Regions from separate parts of the Mus musculus genome. Here region 2 is linked to region 1. Evidence: chromatin contacts called from public HiChIP or PLAC-seq data. All regions are on one chromosome and are shown on one strand. The core of a region is the stretch at or near the end of the contact, and the rest is flanking DNA. Distances in the headings are between cores, read along the strand shown.

Region 1 (2,700 bases), core at 63-2,562:
GGCAGGGTCACTTGTAGCCCAGGCTGGTCATAAGCTCCTTATCTTCCTGTCTCTTCCCAAGCTCTGGGAAGATTGGTGTATATTACCACCCCTGCATTCATACTCCTATTAACCTAACTTTTAATTGGTTTAGTATGTCACCTCTAGTTTATATAGTTTGAAAGTTTGACTGTTGTACCTGACTCCTCACTGTAGCTGAACGTGTCTTATAAAAGACACATCCATATAAATTAAAGTTTGTGATTAATGGTTTCGTGTGATCCTTCAGTCCTTTGCGAGATAAGGAAGGATCTAGATGTAAAGTTGCCTCTTGAGGAATCCTGGTATTTTTCAGTTTCTTTCCCTGAATGGCTGTTGTTGATGTATCAGCCACAGGTCAGACATCTCTTCTGATCTGATTTACGCCAACTCCCTGCTTCCTGCTTCCAACCAGTGGCACCTGCCACACACACATCATAAGCTCTCTGTTTTCCCATTCCACTGAATTTCTGTTTCTTTCCGTTTGTTTATTTTAGGGGGTTTGAGACAGGACTTCTCTATGTAGCCCTGGCTGTCCAGGAACTCTTTCTGTAGGCCAGGCTGGCCTTGAACTTACAGAGACCCTCCTGCCTCTGCCTCCTGAGTGCTGGGATTACAGGCATGCACCACCACTGCCCAGTGTATATGGTTTTTTTTTTTTTTTTTTTGGGGGGGGGTGTTGGTTTTTCGAGACAGGGTTTCTCTGTATAGCCCTGGCTGTCCTGGAGCTCATTTTGTAGACTAGGCTGGCCTCGAACTCAGAAATCCGCCTGCCTCTGGCTCCCGAGTGCTGGGATTACAGGCGTGCGCCACCACGCCCAGCCCGTATCTGGGTTTTAAAGCTGGGCTTTAATCAATGCTCACCTCCCTTAATTTGTTTTACTTTGTCACTGTTTAGTCTTTGTCACATAGTTCAAGAATGCATCTTCCGAGCTCATGGGCTTCCCCTTTTATGGGGACGTGTTTCATTATGCTGTGTCATCACTTCCCAATAATTAGATTCTCTTCTAGCTCTGAGCATCTTGGCAGAAGAGTCTTGTCTTGAGTAATTTCTTTGGGCTGTATTCTGCGATGTATACCATATTTAGAAGAAACACTCTTCTGGGCGTTTTTTTTCTTATGTACGCTCAGCTACTTCAAAACCAGCGCCGCCCGAGCGCGTCATCCCGACAGCTTCGCTGGTTGTTGGGTTTGTGGGATTCTTAACTAGTCTTATATTTTATGCGTGTGCCACACGGGTGCCTGGTGTCCGTGGAGGTCAGAAGGCGGCGTCGGAATCCCTGGAGCTGGAGCTGTGGCTGAGCGTGAGTCACCGTGTGGCTGTCACCGTGTGGCTGCTGGCAACGGAACCTGGGTCCTCTGCAAGAGCAGGGAGGACTCAGACAGCTGTGCTGTTTCTCCTGGCCCAGATTGTAAACTACTGAATTAGCTTACTAGATACAAAGTATCCCTCCCTCCCTCCCTTCCTCCCTCCCTCCCTTCCTCCCTTCCTCCCTCCCTCCCTTCCTCCCTCCCTCCCTCTCTCCCTCCCTCCCTCCCTCCCTTCCTCCTTCCCTCTCTCCTCTTCTTCCTCCTCCTCCTCCCCCTCCTCCTCCTTTTCCGCTTATTGTAAGGCTAATACAATTTTTATCAAACACTTGAAAATACAGAAAGCGTAGACAAACATCTTGTATCTGGAGAAAAGCACTTCTCTGCCTTTATCAGGATTTCTATTGCTGTGATAAAACACAAAACACCAGAACCAAAAAAAAAAAAAAAAAACTGGGAGGAAAGAGTTTATTCCACCTACACTTCCAGGTAACTGTCCATCACTGAGGGGAGTCAGGGCAGGCACCTGCGGGCAGGAGCTGATGCAGAGGCCATGGAGGGGTGCTGCTTACTGGCTTGCTCAACCTGCTTTCTTATAGAGCCCAGGGATGGCTCCCCTCACAGCGAGCTGCCCCTGTGCCCCCCCCAATCAGTCAGTCATCACCATCCCATGTGTGTTTCTTATATAAACAAACCATTTTGTCTAGAAAAATTTTTTATCACTTAATGCATTGAGATATTAAGAGATGAACACCTCACCATTTCCATCTGTAGGTCAGCAAAATCCGATTTCCCCTAAACCCTGCTCTTCTTCCCTCCATCCTTGGTTTTTAGGAAATATGGGAGTCTGAAGGAAGGTCCAGGTGAGAAGGTAGAAGGAGTTGAAGGAGTGAAGGAGTACAGGACTCTTCATAATGTGCTGAGTCAGCTTCTCTGTGGGGCAGAGACAGGATCTCACATAGCCCAGGCTGTTCTCAGAAGCTGCCCTCGAACTCTTGATCCTCCGGTCTCTACCTCCCAGAAGCTGGGATTATGGGCACGCACCACAACACCTGGCTTGCGAATCAACTTTGCCAGGTGTAACCTCCCATGACTCACACGTTTAAGGCAGGTGTGTCTCACTGATTTTAAGGCTAGCCTGGTCTACAATGCAAGGCAGGTGTGTCTCACTGAGTTTAAGGCTAGCCTGGTCTACAATGCAAATCCCAGGACAGCCAGGGCTACATAGTGAGATTCTCTCTTGAAAAAAAAAAAGTGAAGTATGGTGGTTACATACCTTTAATTCTGACCCATGGGAGGCAGAAGCAGGTGGATTTCTGAGTTCAAGGCCAGCCTGGTCTACAGAGTGAGTTCTAGGACAGCCAGGGCTGCATA
Region 2 (2,700 bases), core at 34-2,533, 390 kb before region 1:
GGGAGTCTACGAGGCTGCCCAGAGAGCAATCTTCTCAGAATTGGCAAGCCACAGGTCTCAGAGATTGACCCTGTCCCAGAAAACAAGGTGGATGGTCCCTGAGGAACCAAGTAACACCACCTAGGGTAGTTTTCTGGTGCGCACATATGCACGCATGCTCACACACACACACCCAGCACGAGTGTGGCCTGGGGTCTCTGCCTAGGCACACTGGGGACTAGCCACCAGCCTAATGTGCAAAGGGCTCCGTATCTCAGCATCACGCTGTGGGACAAAACTTAAAATCTCAGTGAGAGAAAAAGCGGCTTCACAAACTATGGACTCAGATTAAGTGTTGTGTCAAAGCCCTGTCCTGGCCTCACGTCTGCCTCATTTTTTTGAACTGCAGAACAAAGACACTATCTATTGTTTGTTTTCTTTTGTTTTTGTTTTTGTTTTTGAGACAGGGTCTCCCTGTATAGCTCTGGCTATCCTGGAACTCAGAGATCCGCCTGCTTGAGTGCTACAGTTAAAGGCGTGCGCCCCACACGCAGCCCCACAAAAGTATATACATTTATAGCTAGAAACTAAGATTACATTTTAATTATAGAACAATACAGCAAGCCAGGCATGATTCCTCATGCCTATAATCTAGCAGAATCAGAGGCAGGAGGATGGCTGTAAGTTTTAGGCCAGCTCAGACTATATAACAAACTGGGGTTTCAAATCCTACTCCACCTCTTGGGTGATGAAAAACCAACCAAGGCCTAAAGCTAATGTCAATGAAGCAACTGTGAGAACTGAAGCTTTTTTTTCATAAACAAAATTCCTATTATTTACTAATGACAGACATGAGACCTTCCCCTTCCTGCATCACCCCTCAAGATGTAAACAAGAGCAGGACAGGGGTGCTGATGTTGAGGTCAAGCTCTGTGCTCACCATACCTGTCATGTCTCAGCGACTTCAGATCCACATACACAGTTGTTGGATCCGGCCCTGAGGTTCCCTAAAGAAGAACAAACCAGCACACTGTTTATTTAAAGCCTGAACGAGCTGTCTCTCTTCCACAAATGGGAAATGTCTGCTGTCGGAGAGCTCATTCTCACTTTCTCTTTAACCAAGTGAGCCATAAAAGGGGGAGCGGGGAGGAGCCTTGGGCCTGGCAACCTCTTGGCTATCTCTGCAGCAATGAAGCAGTACCAAGCCTGGGGAGTGGGTTTGGGTAGTTCCCTACCCAGGGCTCAGAGCAGGGGCTGATGAGAGCAAGGGGCAGGATGGGACTCTACAGGGAAGTATGATGACATTTCCTGCAAGCCTCTTGACCTGGGTCACTGGAGACCAGAGTCTTAGTCACCCTCTCTTCCCCTTGGCTATGCATGCATGCACTTGCCTCATGAGCTGCCAAGCACATAAAGTCAGACTGTTCTAGATCTACCCAGAACAACATGGCAAAAGATGCAGCTTTATTTTTAGAAGGCAAAATATGGGGGACAAGAAGGATGTATATTAATTAATTAATGACATTAAAATAGGACTCAGGGGGCTGGAGAGATGGCTCAGAGGTTAAGGGCACTGACTGCTCTTCCGAAGGTCCTGAGTTCAAATCCCAGCAACCAAATGGTGGCTCAAAACCATCAGTACAGCTACAGTGTACTCATATACATAAAATAAATACATCTTTAAAAAAAAAAAAGGGACTCAGGGAGGTTCCTGGAGCACTCTGTACTAGGAGAGAGTATCACATGGAGGCCACTGGCTTGCTCTTGTCTGAGTGCTTCCCTAGTAATCCGCTGACCTGTAGGCCAACCCTGGGCAAACAAAGGCATCATTTTATAGATGAACATAGGAGATGCAGCAGGCAAGATAAAAAGCCTAAATCTCCACAGTGACCCAGCAGAACCAGTCTCAGGCAGAGCAGCATGGCCTTGAAGACACTACAAGGCCTCACAGTCTACTCAGGGGGTCAGAAGACTGAGGCAGGGAGACTGCTGTGAGTTCATGGTCAGGCAACTCTGTCTCAAAGACCCAGCAGCAGCAACAAGAACTTCATGGTGCTGGAGCTGGTCTGGAACTGCTTGTTTTCAAAATGCTAAACATTGGATCTGGTTGCAGTCAAAACCAGCACTTTCCCCCATACACCAAATGATGTGTAAACTTTGCTTGTTTTTAGTCTCTGACTGATTAAACAAAAGTGGCTGACAGCCAATTACTTGGAGAATAGAGTAGACAAGGCCTTGGTTCCTAGGCTTAGGGGTCACAGGTAGGGACCACGAGGGAGGAAGGAGAAAGAAGACAGGAGAGCCAGAGGTCTCCATTAGACAGGATGGACTAGGACATGTGGCCAAGAGAAATGCCTCCTGAGGACAGTCAGATGGAGCAGAAATAACCCAGGTGAGACTCAAACAGTAAATAACTTGGGGAGTCTAGTTGGGAAATGGCCAGTCTAGTGTAAAAAACATCACCCAAGGGGGCTGGAGAGATGGCTCAGGGGTTAAGAGCACAGGCTGGTCTTCCAGAGGCTGTGAGTTCAATTCCCAGCAACCACATGGTGGCTCACATCCATCTGTAATGGGATCTGATGCCCTCTTCTGGTGTGTCTGCAACAGTGTGCTCACATACATTAAATAAATAAATCTTTTAAACAGCAAAATCAAAACATCGCCCAGTAAATATGCTAATGCTGATTAAATAAATCCATGTAACTCTGACTCAATTACTGT

Evidence for each region. HiChIP or PLAC-seq counts read pairs in DNA pulled down with a chosen protein or histone mark.
Region 2: a contact with region 1 is called in an H3K4me3 HiChIP or PLAC-seq map of bone marrow-derived macrophages, with 4 times the contacts expected there. The contact joins two enhancer-like sites. A contact is called at or near these places in 2 of 39 promoter capture datasets (liver and pre-B cells) and 1 of 115 datasets of contacts at active chromatin or transcription factors (bone marrow-derived macrophages).

What each region holds. Positions count from the first base shown.
Region 1 is chr15:99,813,388-99,816,087 of GRCm38.p6, reverse strand. The region is part of intron 4 of Lima1 (LIM domain and actin binding 1); the gene reads left to right. Among named protein-coding and RNA genes, the nearest start is that of Gm17057, 3.2 kb to the left of the region's middle. Within about 2 kb of position 1,312, at least 21 of the 459 cell types and tissues checked have an H3K27ac peak or open chromatin away from gene starts, as enhancers often do. A contact at or near this core is called in bone marrow-derived macrophages, where this site is marked.
Region 2 is chr15:100,203,369-100,206,068 of GRCm38.p6, reverse strand. It overlaps Dip2b (disco interacting protein 2 homolog B), which reads right to left. Exons shown (of 38, transcript NM_001159361.2): 33 at 925-986. Among named protein-coding and RNA genes, the nearest start is that of Atf1, 23 kb to the left of the region's middle. Within about 2 kb of position 1,283, at least 88 of the 459 cell types and tissues checked have an H3K27ac peak or open chromatin away from gene starts, as enhancers often do. A contact at or near this core is called in bone marrow-derived macrophages, where this site is marked.